Regions from separate parts of the Triticum aestivum genome. Here region 1 is linked to region 2. Evidence: chromatin contacts called from public Hi-C data. All regions are on one chromosome and are shown on one strand. The core of a region is the stretch at or near the end of the contact, and the rest is flanking DNA. Distances in the headings are between cores, read along the strand shown.

The links. Hi-C and Micro-C count contacts between places; a contact is called where the count stands out from the background.
Region 1: a Hi-C map of leaf shows a contact between it and region 2, with 3 times the contacts expected there. The contact joins the promoter of LOC123151937 here to the promoter of LOC123151929 in region 2. A contact is called at or near these places in 2 of 5 Hi-C or Micro-C datasets (both in leaf).

The regions. Positions count from the first base shown.
Region 1 is chr7A:262,936,061-262,940,000 of IWGSC CS RefSeq v2.1, forward strand. LOC123151937 (nuclear transport factor 2) reads left to right here and starts at 2,378. Exons shown (of 2, transcript XM_044571565.1): 1 at 2,378-2,796. The coding sequence starts at 2,500.
Region 2 is chr7A:262,496,185-262,500,059 of IWGSC CS RefSeq v2.1, forward strand. It overlaps LOC123151929 (protein NUCLEAR FUSION DEFECTIVE 4), which reads right to left and starts at 2,240. Exons shown (of 3, transcript XM_044571558.1): 1 at 1,390-2,240; 2 at 1-153. The coding sequence starts at 1,725.

The DNA of each region.
Region 1 (3,940 bases), core at 1,128-3,627, 440 kb after region 2:
ATCAATACCTCACCAAAACCACATCGAAAATCTATAATCTCGCATCTCGCTTGCCTCGACAAAACCTCGTACGGGGCAAAGAAAGCAAATTTCTCATCTTATGCGTAGAGCGCGACACACATCTTTGGATTGACCACATTCAAACACGTTGTAGTTGTGTGAGCACCAAGGCCACCATCGGCGATGGGTGGGGGAGGAGCATGGCCATAACACAGATGGGATGCACGTGGACCTAATGGGGCCTTCAATCATGATTATTGGATATGAGCGTGTGGTATTTTTTTCACTCCTGTCGCAATGTGCAGGTTCTTTTGCCAATGCCATGTTGAAAATAAAAGATATGGACCTATATCGGCCTTGAGTCATTGTTATTGGATTAGGGGCATCTGAATTTTTTCTCCCGTTGTAACGCACATGCTCTCTTGCTAGTACATAATAAGGGGGGCATTTTTCTGTGGTTTCGAACATCCTCCATTGGGATAGAGTTATGTGTTAGCTTCCAAAGGAAATTCCTGATTTTTGCCGGCACCGTTACCTTCCACAACATATCCCATGATTTCTTGTTTGCTCCAATATTTGAAGAACCGGCCGTCATCCAACCAGTCTTCCCTCCTTTTCTTTGTTGCCACTATCATTTTGTATGTAGACCTGACGGAGAAACTGCCATTTTTTATCAAACCCCCATGACTAGAAATCATCCATGTTTCAAGTATAAACCGGAACCTGAAGAATTGTCGTGGCATCCAAAGGTAGAAATACTTGCTAGACCAACTGTATGTTCCGGCGAGCATTCAAGGGATCCACCGACCACGTTAAACAAGTTTTTTTAGCAAATCCACGTTTCTTAGACAAGCAAATCCATGTTAAACAAGTGCAAGAACACTAAAACAATCCCAGCCTATGAACACCCACAACCATTATAGGCCCATGGATAACTACCCCAACTTTCCAAAAGGAAAAGGAGACTAGCCCAACGCCGCCGCGGCGACTATTTATCGCCTTAAGCGATACAAGCAACATCTCTCGCTGAAGCTTTTTCTCCCCTCGCGTCATATTGGGTCGGCCCATCCATGCGCGCACAGTGTAAAAGAGCAAAGAAATGTGAGACAGAGGGATCAAACTGGGGTCTCCAGGGAGAACGCGCGCCGCGCTAAACACTCCACCCAAGTTCCTTTCGTGGTAACAACAAGGGGCGCGTTCTACTTGATGCTAGAGCAACCTATTTCTTTGGGATTTTTCCTTTTTCCTTTTTTTGTTTTTTCTTTTTCTTCTCCATTTTTGTTTCCTTCTTTTTCATTCATTTTTGCATTGTGTTTCTTCATTTTTTATTTTGTTTCTAATTTTGGTTTTCTTTGTTCTTTTGGTTATTATTCTACACTCTTTGTATATGTCAACAACATTTTTCTAATACACGTCTAGCACTTTTTCAATACAAATCATACATTTTTGTAATACATGGTAAATATTTTTTTATACACAATTTTTACATTTTTTAAATACAGGATTAACATTATTTTCAAATACTTGTTCACCATTTTTTCACATACTTGTTCAAAGTTTTTCAAATACTTTTTCAATATTTTTTAAAATACTTGTACACCATTTTTATATACATGATCAACATTTTCTTAAATACTTTTTCAATATTTTTCAAATATTTGTTCAACATTTTTTCAAATATTTGTTTGGTTTCCTGTTTTCTTCTCCATTATTTGTTTTTCTTTTGTTTGTTTTCGTTTTCAGTCTGCATTTTCGTATATGTCAAAAACATTTTTTAATAAGTGATCAACATATTTTGTATATACCTTCAACATTGTAGGAATGCTTATTCAACATTTTTTAATAATTGCTCAACATTTTAGTATTGATTCAACATTTTCCAAATTCTTGTTCAATTTTTTAATACTTATTCAACATTTTTTGAATACTTGATCCACATTTAAAATACTTATTCAACATTTTTCAAATACTTGTTCAACATTTTTCAAATTCTTGTGCAATATTTTTTAATACTTATTTAACATTTTTCAAATTTGTTTCTAAAGAGTATTTTTTTGTAATATATATATAGAATATTATAAAGTATAAATAAACAAAAGAAAAAACAAAATCAAAAAACGTGAAAAAGCAAAAAACAGGCTGGTGTATCCCGCGCGCGTGGGCCGGGCCAAGTGGCATTTGCCTTCAGCGAGGGGTTCGGTTCGCTCCTCTCCCGCTTAATGCGAGACATAGGGCACCCCCAACGCCGCATCTCCCAAAAAGCGGAAAACTAGCCCAGCGCTGCATTCGTCCATCGACGGGCCCAGCCCCTACAGCGTAGCGTCCTTCCCACGCCAAGCCCCACCCCACCCCCGGCCATCCCCATCCAAATCGCCAGCAATTATTATTCCCCTCACGAACCCCTCTCTCCCCACTTACCAAACTCCGGCTCCCAACGCCCAAAGCCTACGCATCCAGAGCTCCAAACCCTAGGCGAGGCGAGGCGAGGAGGGAGAGGCCATGGATCCCGATTCGGTCTCGAAGGCGTTCGTGCAGCACTACTACCACACGTTCGACTCCAACCGCGCCGCGCTGGTGGGGCTGTACCAGGACGGCTCCATGCTCACCTTCGAGGGCGAGAAGTTCGGCGGCCCCGCCGCCATCGCCGGCAAGCTCGGATCTCTCCCCTTCCAGCAGTGCCAGCACAAGATCGACACCGTCGACTGCCAGCCCTCGGGGCCCCAGGGCGGCGTCCTCGTCTTCGTCTCCGGCACCATCACCACCGGCCCCGGCGAGCACCCCCTCAAGTTCTCACAGGTCTGCACCACCCACACGATTCGCTCCATCTCGCCCGTCCCCTCATCCAATATTTCTCTTGTTTGGTTCTCGTATGTGCTGATCTGATCCTATTAACTGTGATTACCACTGCGATCCTTCGTTTGGTTCCAAATTCGCAAATCATACGGTACTCCTTCCCTAGGAGTGGAAGGCCCTCAATTTCGTTTCTGTGATCTATGCTTTGCTATCATGATCGGTGGGGTCTATCAAATTAATCTATATCCCTGTCTCATCACTAGATGGTACTTGATTAATTAGGCTATGCTAGATTTGTTTGGACCTGGAGACTTGTATCCGACAAGTGGACATTTATAGATCTTTATCCCGGAACCGTGTCATTCCCTTGTAGGCATCGTCCTTGGGATCTCCTTTTGGCAGTTCTTTTGTTTCGTAGGCACGTTTTCAGATTTACTTTTCCTTGAGGTAATTTCAGTGCGTGTAGTTCTTTACAAGATCTGTTGGGATTTTAGTCTGTCCTAAAAATTGATCATTATTCAGTATATACTGGCCTGTAGTTTGGTGCTGATCGCTCTTTGTTACTGATTGCTCTAAATTATTTCATTCTCTAGGACCATGCTTTGCAGTATGAATGGATATTTCTGTCCATCTATCACTGTTGTGTTTCCAAGTGTGATCTTAATTTTTTTTTTGTTGGCTCAGTTATGGCTCTTGGTTGCTGGATTTGGCCATATGTAGTGATTGCCATGTTAGTGAGTACTGATGTGGTTGTTTCTTGATGTGAATAGATAATATGCATTGCTCTGTTGCATCAGTACGATATTTGCTGTAGTGTTGCTCCTTTTCTTAATTTGTGATACTGATAATGTGAGCATCACTTTCCTAGTTGCTATGAACTAGAGTTATGTTTTGGCCATGCCTTGGGAAAGAGGGGTGAGGTTATATGTTCCAGAGTCATATGTTGGATTAGTGTAGCTAGCGCACTTCTTCTATTGAAGTTTCATTGCTTCCTTATCAGAATTCCTTTCACCATGCACTGTTTATGTGACGATAGTGTGCTCTATTCATAATTAGGTGGTCGTTTAGAATAACAAATACTCGCTCTGTCCCGTAATATAAGTTGTTATTACAACCAATATGTAAGTATATCGGTTGTAATAACACC
Region 2 (3,875 bases), core at 990-3,489:
CTGTGTTAAGATTGCACCACTCAAACCAGCAAATCCCTTGAGGATACCAACGATTGGTCCACGGTTCTTGGGAAAGTTCTGAACACATGAGACGAGTGCAGCAGTATTGAAGTATGTCTCACCATTATTTCCAACAAAGATTAGCATGCACATCTGCGGAGAGACGGGGGAATTTAGTGCAAGAGCCGACAAATCTAATTGAAGGAATAAGAATGTAAACAAAGGTCAGATTAGATACTATAGAAATTATGGAATGGTCCAGGTTTCCAAATGCCGCAAACAGAAATGTGGAGATGGAAATTAGTGCATTTAAAATTAGAAGTACAAATGAATATTAAGTCTCCTCCACCTTCAGACAGACAATGACACTAATTATGTGTTTTTAGTATTTTACTGAAGACTGAAGTCATCCTCTGTTGCTTTGATGTTTCACATAGCAAATTAATTTGTAAAGCAAAACATAGCAAATGATTAACTCACAATCCTAATCTTGGAAACTCAAAAATGTTAATTCACTTGTTTAACCAGAATTTTTAGGCGATTCTGTTGCGGCTGTATTAGACAGGCTGATAATAGTAGTACAGAGTAAAATTTTCAGGTTGAACATTGTTAATTGACATGAACTATATCAAATCTCAGTGTTTTTCAGGATATTAGATAATGAAGGTTAACTAAAGAGACATGGGAGGCGAGAAAGCGACCACTAAGACTTCCCAAGAATAATATAGGTGCACACCGATGACTCGGAAGCATATTCGACATGCTGTGTGTTAGAATATTCTTAGTACACACAGCAGAAACAGTTTTAACTGTTTTGAGCCAATAAAAATCTGGCAAATATTTCTGAACATAGCTTTCAACATTTTGGAGGAACAGAAAACATTGAAGTCCAACAGCAACTGTGTTCCAAAATAAGGAATTCACCACCTTCTCTTCTGTAAATGGAAGTCGAATAGCGACTCTCCATCATTGGGGACAGGCGTGCAGTTAGGATGCGTGATTGACTGACCCATGTTTGCTTTCAGATGATGAGCAAACTGGTCTCGCGTGTTCACTAAAGGGAACTAGTACATACATACAGTAGCATAATTGAAGGAAGAAGACATGATTAGTTTTCAGTCCAAATCCAGAAGCTTCAACCGTACAACTTAATAATTATACGAAGCACAGTAGAACATGAGTTTCTTCCACCACAGCATCGTGCACGCTTCAATTAGCACAAAAGTCACAGGGAATTTTCTTAGCATTAGAAGAGAAAAAACCCAGCTCAATCTGCAGTAGCACATGAGGCTCCAAGAACAGGAAGGTTTGATGCGGCTATGGCTATTGCAGAAAGGAGAAGCAAATGGGAGGACTATAATGATTGGAGGGGCAGGTGACGGATCTTACCGCCCAGAGCGGTGGCACGGGGACGCGGTGGGTGACGGCGAGCCAGACCCAGCCGTATCCGACGAGGTTCTGCGCGGCGCCGATGAGGAGCGCGGCCCAGAGCGGGAGCACGGCGCAGAGCGTGCCGGCGAGGAAGCCGACGCTGTCTCCCAGATCCTTGGCGACGCCGAGGCTGGCCACCTGGCGCTGGTTGTAGCCAAGCGAGGACTTGATCGCCGGCGACAGGCTGCCGAACAGGTACCCCACCCCGGCGACCGACTGCATCCACATCGCCGCCACGAACACCAGCCACCGGTTCCGCAGGAACCCCCGCACCCGGCTCCGCACCTCCGCCATTGCTTGCAGCACCTGCCCCAAAACTCCAATCCAAATCAACACACTAGAACTAGAGTCCGCCCCGAGAAGAAGCTAATGCAAGAAGCTGAGCTGGGCCTATTAACAGGACGGATTTGGGACGGGAATGAGAAGCCAAGCCGACGGTTTCTTGGAGGCAAGCAAAGAACCGGCCGCGAGGAGCCGGAGTGACGACGACGACTCTTGATGAGGAGCCGCGGATCGGGATGCGGAACGAGCAACGATCGGCCCCGCTGGCGTTGTTTATTGCTGAGAAGAACGTGTGTCCGCGCATAAATGGCCAGGGCCGAGCGAGCAGGAGCAAGTCGAGAAAAGAAAAAACAGCGGATTTGAGCTCGTTTTTCTCTGGGATGGGAGGCGGCAGCCGGTGGGTAGTAGGCCCGCGTGGGAGATGGCGAGAGGAGGGAGGCAAGGCGACAAGCCCGGACTTTGACACGACACTGTGCGCTCCGATGCGCGCTGCGCGGTGGATGGGCACAGCAGGCGGGCACGAGGCGGGTCGCAGGTGACGATGGTGCGCATCGGGGAGACAGTGATGAGCCGAGGGTGTGGATGGGAATTGGGTGGGCGGCGGCGCGGGGCAAGGCCCATCTCGCGACCGGCGAAACGTGTGGATGTGGATTCCACGAGTGTTCCGTCACCGGCAGCGGTGGCGGAAAACTCCAAAGGCAGGGGACGGGACGGGCCACGAGAAATGGTCGTTTCTGTGCGGTTTAAGCGGCGTAGGGTTGTTTCGCTGTCCCTGCCCGGGGCTAAACAATTCGGCGCCCGCACGTCGCCTAGCGTGCTTTAGCCCGGCGTGGCCTGTTTCTTTCTCATATTATTTCCCCTTCTTCCTTTTCTACGATCTACTCTACGATTCAGGAGGGGTCATCACGGGATGACGGAAAACGGCCCTTTCATTTAATTAAAATGAAAAAAAAATTCGAAAAACTATCAACTGATGATGGCAGCGCATGGAGTTTAAGTTAGAGTTTACGCTTATTTCTGGTGAAGCTTAATTCAGTTTAGCAACACTGGATGAACATACTATGCTCATCTACATCTGGACCGAGCAAATTTGACCCTTCAAACGTCTGCGGACGTGTAAACCAACCTGTGGTTGGATGGTTAGAGGGACTGTGGTATACCCAGCCAATCAGGGTTCAAATCCTGGTGCTCGCAATTTCCGGCGATGCGCATTTAGTGGGAGTAGACGTTCCCGTCGATGCGTTCATAGGGTGTGCGTATATGAGCGCTTATGTCTATACTGATGTTCAAAAAAAAAACGTTTGCGGACATGCCTGATCAGTGTCCAGACGTGTTTGTTTTGACTTTTTATCTGTTCATCCATGCAGTCATGTCTCACTATTTTCTCCTACACGTACGGTCACATGCATGTGATTGGTGGAGAAAAAGAGAAAAAAGAGGAAAATAATAAAGAAAGAAAAAAGATGATCCGTGATGGAGTTATGCACAGAGCCACCACTTTCATGTCATGATTAGTGAAAAATCATCAGTTTATGATTCGTGACATTTTGCAGTGGCAAAAAACACGGAGCAAAATTTTGAGCTCGTTTTCACGTGGCTGATCGCTTGCTGGCCGATAGCGTTGACGGCGCACCGTTAACGGTCGTTAACAACCGGTCGGAAGTTCCCCCAGGTAATATTCAAGGAAAACACAATCGTCTAAACTTGGGATGACCCAGATGGCATCCCCTCTTTCGTCTATAATCTATCAATATATTACTTGAAGCTATATGTTTATTTATCACATGATATGAGTTCTATTTGCAGCATCTTGTGCCAAAGTTTTATTTTTGTTTGCTTGTTAGTTTGCCACAATCATTGTTTGCTAGACACACCTTCTGAGAAAGACATACATTCATTGCAATTTGTTAGAATACTCTATAAGCTTCACTTATATATGTTAGAGCACAACGGTGTTCATATTTTATAGAAATGATTGCACGCTTATGCTTCGCTTAAATCATTTTGAGAGTCTTTAAATAGGAAGTGGTAATGAGCACGGGTTATAAGACTAGTCCAAAAAGGATAGGTATTTAAGGATGGTATAATAAAAACTTTCATGTAGATCACTAAATATGAAACGTATGTTTTAATTATATTGATGTCGTAGTATGAAAGGGTAT